Regions from separate parts of the Sus scrofa genome. Here region 1 is linked to region 2. The links are chromatin contacts, called in public HiChIP or PLAC-seq maps. All regions are on one chromosome and are shown on one strand. Each heading gives the region's core, a stretch centred on a gene start, on an enhancer-like site or on the middle of the called end of the contact. The rest is flanking DNA. Distances are from core to core; before and after follow the strand shown. Region 1 has its middle 20 kb from the start of NKX2-3. Region 2 holds the start of GOT1 (glutamic-oxaloacetic transaminase 1).

Evidence for each region. HiChIP or PLAC-seq counts read pairs in DNA pulled down with a chosen protein or histone mark.
Region 1: a contact with region 2 is called in an H3K27ac HiChIP or PLAC-seq map of alveolar macrophages. The contact joins the enhancer-like site here to the promoter of GOT1 in region 2. A contact is called at or near these places in 1 of 5 promoter capture datasets (liver), 16 of 47 Hi-C or Micro-C datasets (alveolar macrophages, blood, embryonic fibroblasts and 11 more) and 1 of 2 datasets of contacts at active chromatin or transcription factors (alveolar macrophages).

Annotation. Positions count from the first base shown.
Region 1 is chr14:110,738,544-110,741,860 of Sscrofa11.1, forward strand. No RefSeq gene overlaps it. Among named protein-coding and RNA genes, the nearest start is that of NKX2-3, 20 kb to the left of the region's middle. Within about 2 kb of position 1,963, at least 10 of the 83 cell types and tissues checked have an H3K27ac peak or open chromatin away from gene starts, as enhancers often do. A contact at or near this core is called in alveolar macrophages, where this site is marked.
Region 2 is chr14:110,633,666-110,637,276 of Sscrofa11.1, forward strand. It overlaps GOT1 (glutamic-oxaloacetic transaminase 1), which reads right to left and starts at 2,160. Exons shown (of 9, transcript NM_213927.1): 1 at 1,990-2,160. The coding sequence starts at 2,107.

The DNA of each region.
Region 1 (3,317 bases), core at 713-3,212, 100 kb after region 2:
TCCCTCCAGGGGGAATGAGGATCTAGCCAGAGAGAAAATGTAACATGGGTGTGAGGTTTGAGATAGTCCACTCTCCTCTCTCGCTGGAAACAGTGGAGCCCATGTGCAGATCAAGCCCCCAGAGCTGCCCACAATCTTGCAGCCTCTTTCAGATAAATAAGCAATCCAATTGAACTCTGGTCACCATAGGACCATGGGTGCTTTTGGGCAAATTAGCAAAAGGCATCACTTCCTCCAAGGAGACATGGCTTCTGCCAGCTGCCGGGCCTAGTGGAAGGATATGGGTATCTCTTAGACCAGGCACTCTTGTTCAGTGAACAACCCACACAGCCAAACATGGAAGCTTTAGCGCCATATGTATCTATTAAACCCTCTCCTCACTCCCCGAATAATATGACACTGAATGGATATGCTGACCACATTTACTGTACACAAAAACCATCACTGTTTGGGGAAAAATTCAGCAACAAATAGGTGACTTGGCTTCTACCTGTTGGAGGAAAAGCCTTGCCCTCTCACCACGTTTGCTTGATTTCCTCAGGCACTGGGATAAACATTCCTCTTGCCATTGTCCCTACAGCCTAAAGAATTCCTCCCTTAAATGACCAAGGTTCCTACAGTAGATTTAATCCTTAAGTCACTAAAAGTGCAGATGAAGACCTGGCTTGCGAACAGTGATGAATTAGAGACTCACACTCGAGGGCAAGTGAGAACAAATAACCCTGTGATGAAAGATGACAGCCCTGGGCAGGAGCAGGGCTGCGAAGGACATTTAGACGCGTTTTCGTCTGTTTCCCCTGATGTTCTTAGCTCTCTCCATCCACTTCTCCTTCCCCTCCCCTCCCCCTCCTCCATCCTCCTTCTGCCTCTCTCTTTCTCTCTGCCTCTTCCTCTTTAAACCTCTGCTAGGCATTCTATCTTCCTCTCTCCTTCTCCCTTCCTTCTTTCTTCCCTCACTTCTCCCTTTCTGTACTAACTGACCTATAATTTGAAATGAAAGATTATTTGATAGCTTGGAGTTCCCTGGTGGCTCAGAGGGTTAAGGAGCTGGTGTTGTCACTGCTGTGGTGCAGGTTTGATCCCTGGCCTGGGAACCTTCGCACACTGTGGGCAAGGCCAAAAAAAAAAAAAAAAAAAAAAGAATAAAATAAAATAAAAAGGGAATATTTGATAGCTTGATGTGGTCTATTATTCTATTATTTGTATTGAAAAATAAGGCAATTCAATCATGGAAACAGCAGTTATATTAAATTGCCTTTTTATTTGTATATAAACTATAGTACTTTTTTCCGTGCATCAGTGATCTTTCTCTTTCAAAGGATAGAGAGCCCCCCCCCCCCCAGTTTATCCAATGCAAGAGAGCCAGCAAGGTAGCACTCATTTGATTAACATCAGGAGGAAATGCTCAGGATACCAGCATCAAGGAAGTTTTCAAATCCTATGCCAGGCTCCTTGCTTTGTTCCCAGCCTGCCCCCACCCTCGCATCCCTGGAGTTTTCTGGAGAAAGCAAATAGATCACTTCAGTGCCCCCAGACAGAAAATGGAGATCCAGAGAAACTGCATGTTTCTCCAAAGTCACCCAGCCTGTTCATGGCAAAACCTTGAGTAGAACCTATGTGTCAAGCACAACAGATACATTACACTGGGTGTATCATGTTAGGGTATCATCAGAAATAGAATTCGAGCAGTGTGATAAGACTCAGTTACCAGTTAAGTGGAATTGTGACCTCCAGGGAGATGCTAGATCATTTAAGCAACACTCATCTACCAGGTGGACCAAAGTCTATAGATTACATGTCAGATTCACGTTCACACACAATAGGTCACTCTAATGGAGGGGTCAGGGATATGGGCCATGCACACAGAAGATGATCTGTTTTCCTTTCAGCACTCAGTACGCACCCAGCACCTCCGGCGCTGACATGTTGGGCAACAGCTCACCGCAAGCAGCTGTTCCTGTTAGTGTCCGCCCCCTGCATCCTCTAAGTACCTTCTGCAATCTGCCATGTGACTCCTCTTCCCAAGAAGGCTGTGATCTGCAATTAGCAGGCAGCCTTGCTGACTGGCTTTGAGGTTTAAGTCTTGAATTCCTGAGAACACTTTGTTCTCTTCCTCTTTTCCTCCCTCCCTTCCTCCCCTCCTCCCTCCCTCCCCTCCCCCCTCTCTCCCCCCCCCCTCCCCCTCCCTCCTCCTTCCTTCCCCTCTCCTCTCCCTCCCTCCCTTCCTCCTTCCTCCCTCCCTTCCTTCTTCCCCTCTCTCTCCCTCCCTTCCTTCCTTCCTTCCTTCCTCCTCCCTCCCTCCCTCCTTCCTTCCTTCCCCTCTCTCTCTCCCTCCCTTCCTTCCTTCCTCCTTCCCTCCCTCCCTCCTCCTTCCTTCCTTCCCCTCTCTCTCTCCCTCCCTTCCTTCCTTCCTCCCTCCCTCCCTTTTCTTCTTCCTTCCCCTCCCTCCCTTCCTTCTTCTTCTTTTTTTTTTCTTTTTACAGCAACACCTGCAGCACATGAGCAGCAGCAGCTGCGGCCTGCACCGCAGCTACGGCACCTCCAGATCTAAGGGATACAGACACAATAAGCCAGGTCCCTGCCCTGCAGTTTGTTACCGTCTCATGGGGGCAGGGGAGGGGGGTGGAGGGTGCACATTCATGAAGAACAGTTTCCTGCCTCGAGGATGGGAACGAATAACTTGTGGGTCATACAGGGTGTTATTGGCCCAAGATGGGGAGGGGTGGGTGGCCAATCAAGACAGGCTTCTGGGAGGGGGTGACACATGAGCCAAGATTTGATGAATGAATAGGAGTTGGCCAGGCTAAGTGAAGAAAGGGAAAACTAGTTCTGTCAAAGGAAAGGTGGGAAGCTAGTGGGAGAGGGGCTTGAGGGAGAGCTCGGGGCAGGTTGTGCTGCTGGTGTCACTTTCTCACACTGAAGCCATCTCTTTGTTGGGGGAGAAACAGGGAGAAAGGCATAGGCTTTATTTTGATTCTAGGAACAGTTTCCTTTGGCTTTAGAACTTAGGTTGGTGTAATGGGGGACGCTGTGCAGAGGAGAGGGGTGTATGGGAACTCTCTCTTCTGTCTGCTCAATTTTTCTCTAAACCTAAAAATGTCCTAACTAAGAATGAGGTCTATTCATTTAAAATTCTATGTTGGATTGTTTAATTAGTTAGTTTTTGGAGGGGGCGGTCAGCCGATGTTCTCTCTGATATCGTTGAGAAGGTGAAAAGCCATGGAGGTCATGCTAAGGTATTTTGCTTCTCCTGTCACCCCTGTTTCTCCCTAGTGTTTCCCCATGTCCATCATCACCTGTCCAGACCAGCCTGATCT
Region 2 (3,611 bases), core at 910-3,409:
AAATAGAGGAGAGGGCAGAGACCCAGGGACCTGAGAGATGTAGCCTGGTACCCCACCCAGCTCTACCATCTATAGTCATATGACCTGGGCCAAAAGGCTTCATCAATCTGGGCTTTGGCCTCCTTATCTCTAAAACAGTAATAGTAATAAACAACCCTCCAAGAGTCTAGCACCAAATGCATAGATCACTGGCTTGTAGTAAAGAGAAAGAATTCCTTGGTTCCAGAAAAACATGACAAAGACACTGTCACGGTTGAAGTGACCACCATCTGGGCTGCAGAGTATGCTTCTGAGCCAATCACTCACTTCTGTCTGGGCTGGCAGGGTGCTTTTTCTCTGCATGAACAATTTATTCTGGAACCAGTGTTAGAAATTATTTTATTTTGCAGTTCTTGAGCTGAAAAATTTCATTAAACATCTTTTATGTGACCCCTCCAAATACCAAAACAAGAGCAATATCTAATACTTATATAACTCCTACTTATGTGTCATACACTGGTCTAAGCACTTTAAAAGCATTTGATCCTCACCAAAACCCTGAAAGACAGTTTAAAGGTAATTGAGACAATAAAACCTGAGGTTTTAAAAAAAATGTATTTAGATTAATATCAATATTAGTTCTTCCTGATAAATGGAGCCCTAAAGACATATTTGGAAGTTTTGGATAGATAAAGAGCTTGAAGAGCGACCATTCCAATTCAATTCAAGGCAATCTTTCAATGTTACTCTATTCTGCTTGTTGCTAAAAACATTACCTTCCCTCTGTGGGTGAAACTATGTAGAACTGGCTTTTTTTAAATGCTTTATTATGGAAAATTTCAAATATATACAAAAATTATAAAAATAATATAATGGATGCCCATGTACCCATTATCCAGCTTTCAACAAACCAAGAACTTTCTAAAGGCTTTCTTCTCACTCATCCCCCATACTCCTTGGTGAAGACTTTAACAGGTCCTATGGACAGACACAGTCACTTGTAAGACACCTAATTCTGAACCTCCTTCTCGCCACTGCGTCTCTGCTACAAAACAGTTCAATTTTCTCTTTTCAAAATTTCTAGTCCTTTTGCTCTAAGTTTGTTCCCTAGCACAGAACATCATCCTATTCACTCTCTTCTCCCTGGCTGGTCTTTGGGTGTTGTTGAGTGTCTGTGTGGCTTCAAACATCCAAATGACAGTGACAGAAATAATACATTCACCAGAGAAGATTAAGATTAGAGTTAAATTTCAGAGGCACTCCAGTCCAAGTCTTTTTCTTAGCAGTAAGGCAAATTGAAGGCCCATGCTCTGACCTATCCAAGGTCCAAGAAAGACAAACAAGAAATAAAGACAAAGATGTGTGCAAAGTGATGCATCGCACTCCTTTTCACCATCTATATTCTTTCCACTCCTTTCACCATCCCTGCCCGTTCCCACCACATTCTTCCCAGATCGTCCCAAAGAGCATTAACGTGTCTCGAAAGAATTTTAGATCTCTATTTTATCACTGCTGATTTTAATCTCCTTGGAGCCAAAACCAAGCCTCAGTCTTTTACAGGGTTTGGTAAAGTGCCTGATTGACACCTGGTAGTCAGTCAAATATTTACCGACCCAGATCAGCGCTCCCTAGGACTACGAGTTCTCCTTTATCCATTCCCCAGCTATCAGGTCTCCAAGCCTGATATCAAACGTTCTATTTTCCCCTCTCTCCTTTCAATCATCCTTTCCCTAGGGAAAGGACGCAGTATAACACACACAATAGAGAATCGGAAAAACTGAGTTTGTGTCCTGATTGCTACACCTTCCTGTGTGTACATAGATACGTCTCCCTTTTTCAAGGACTCCATATGGCCATCTGTAAAATGGGCAGATGGAACCAAGCCTCGTGGATCTTGCCACCTCTCCGACAGAACCAAGGTGGGCCTCGGCATCTCCTACGGTCCCCATAGCCCAAGTTAGGTCCGCTCCACTCCCAGGTTGTTCACACACTTGGGCACTGCATCCTTACCTCCCACTCCTAGGTTGACCTTGCGGGGGTCCGGATCCTCCCGGAAGTCAGCAATGAGCTTAAAGACAAGGACCGGCTGGGCCTGAGGAACCTCGGCAAAGACTGATGGAGGTGCCATAGCTAGAGAGCAGGAGTCGGCCGGGAGCTTTCACCTCGCGCCCGGAGCCGCTCGGTACCGTCCAACCGCTGCAACTGGAGGAGACTCTCACCTTCACCTAGTAGGCGGGGGCGGGCCCACGGCCTCCAATGGTCGAGCCGTGTCGGGAGTTTGGCAAAGCTGTTAACCAATCGTGAGCTTCTGACAAAAAAGGCCAGGAGGGAGGGGATGCTATTAGCCAATCCAAGAAGAGAACCTTGTCAGAGGCCGGTAATGATGCAACCAATGCACTGTACGCCGGCCGAGATGGGGCGGGTCTATGGCTGATTGGCAGAGCGTCCTCCTATCACTGAGGCTGTTGTTCCTTGGCCCTACCGGTGCTGAAGGAAGGAGCCGAGCGGCAGTCGTACCGCGAGGCGGTTTCCTCGACCTTCAAGGGCCAAGAGATTAGCAGGCGGTGGCCCGCGGGAATTCCGGAGGACCGGCCTTCTGGTACCCACAGAACTGGTGTTCTAGCTGCCACGCCGCAGAGTGCGTACATTCCTGACCCATCCTGGCCTGGCTCAGGCTAGCAGCCAAATCCGGCGTCTGCACTCGGGACGGGAGTCCTCTGCCAATCGTGCCGTTCCGGAGCCCGCGCGGGCGACCTTGACCTTCTCTGCCTGAGAGAAATGTGGGTGGGCCACCTGCCTTGGTTTCAGACAGGAGGCAAGACATGACGAGAGGCAAAGCAAGGCAAGATAAGAGGAAGTGTCCAGGAGTTCCTTTCTGCCACTCTTCCAATTGCGGGCGTTTTCTCCCCTTCCTATCTGACAGGGCTTGATCCTCAAGGATCTTGAGAATATGGGCGCAGCCGCCCCCTCCAGCTTTTCTCCCACACAGGCACTCAACCAGATCTTGCTGCCATCAGCTGGCTGGTACCCAAAATCTTCTTTTAGTCTGCCTGTTCCTTCCCCAACCCCTCTCTCCACCTATTGACCTTCAAGATCCAGAACAAATGCCTCCTCCATAAAGCTATGCCTTAACCCTCACTCTGGTTAAAATTCATCTCCCTTTCCTATGCTTCTGTATCTTGTTGGCAATATTACAGTTTTAGAAAATGCCCAGTTAAGAACCTAGCTCTGGAGCTAGACAACCTAGGTTTAAATTCTAGTGCTGCCATTTACTAATCTGGGCAGATCTAGGCAAGCTACTTAACCTCTCTGTTCATGCTCCATATAATGGAGATAATAGTACTTTCCTTATGGTTGTTGTGGGGATTATGTGAGTTAATATGTATGAAGTGTTTAGTTGCATATAGTAAGCACTCCCGCAATATTAGCTATTGTCATTGCGTATCTGCCACACCCCTTGTAGATGGTAAGCTCCTTCTGGCTAGAGAACTTGCCCTGTATTGGTCTCCTTCAGTTTCTTGCACTTGGTAAGTATTCAATAAGTAGTGGAAGGCTTTTCAGAAAAAAAGCAATATCTCAGTCTCTATTCATTGGATAACACAACAAACCTCAAACATTCATGCAAAGTAATA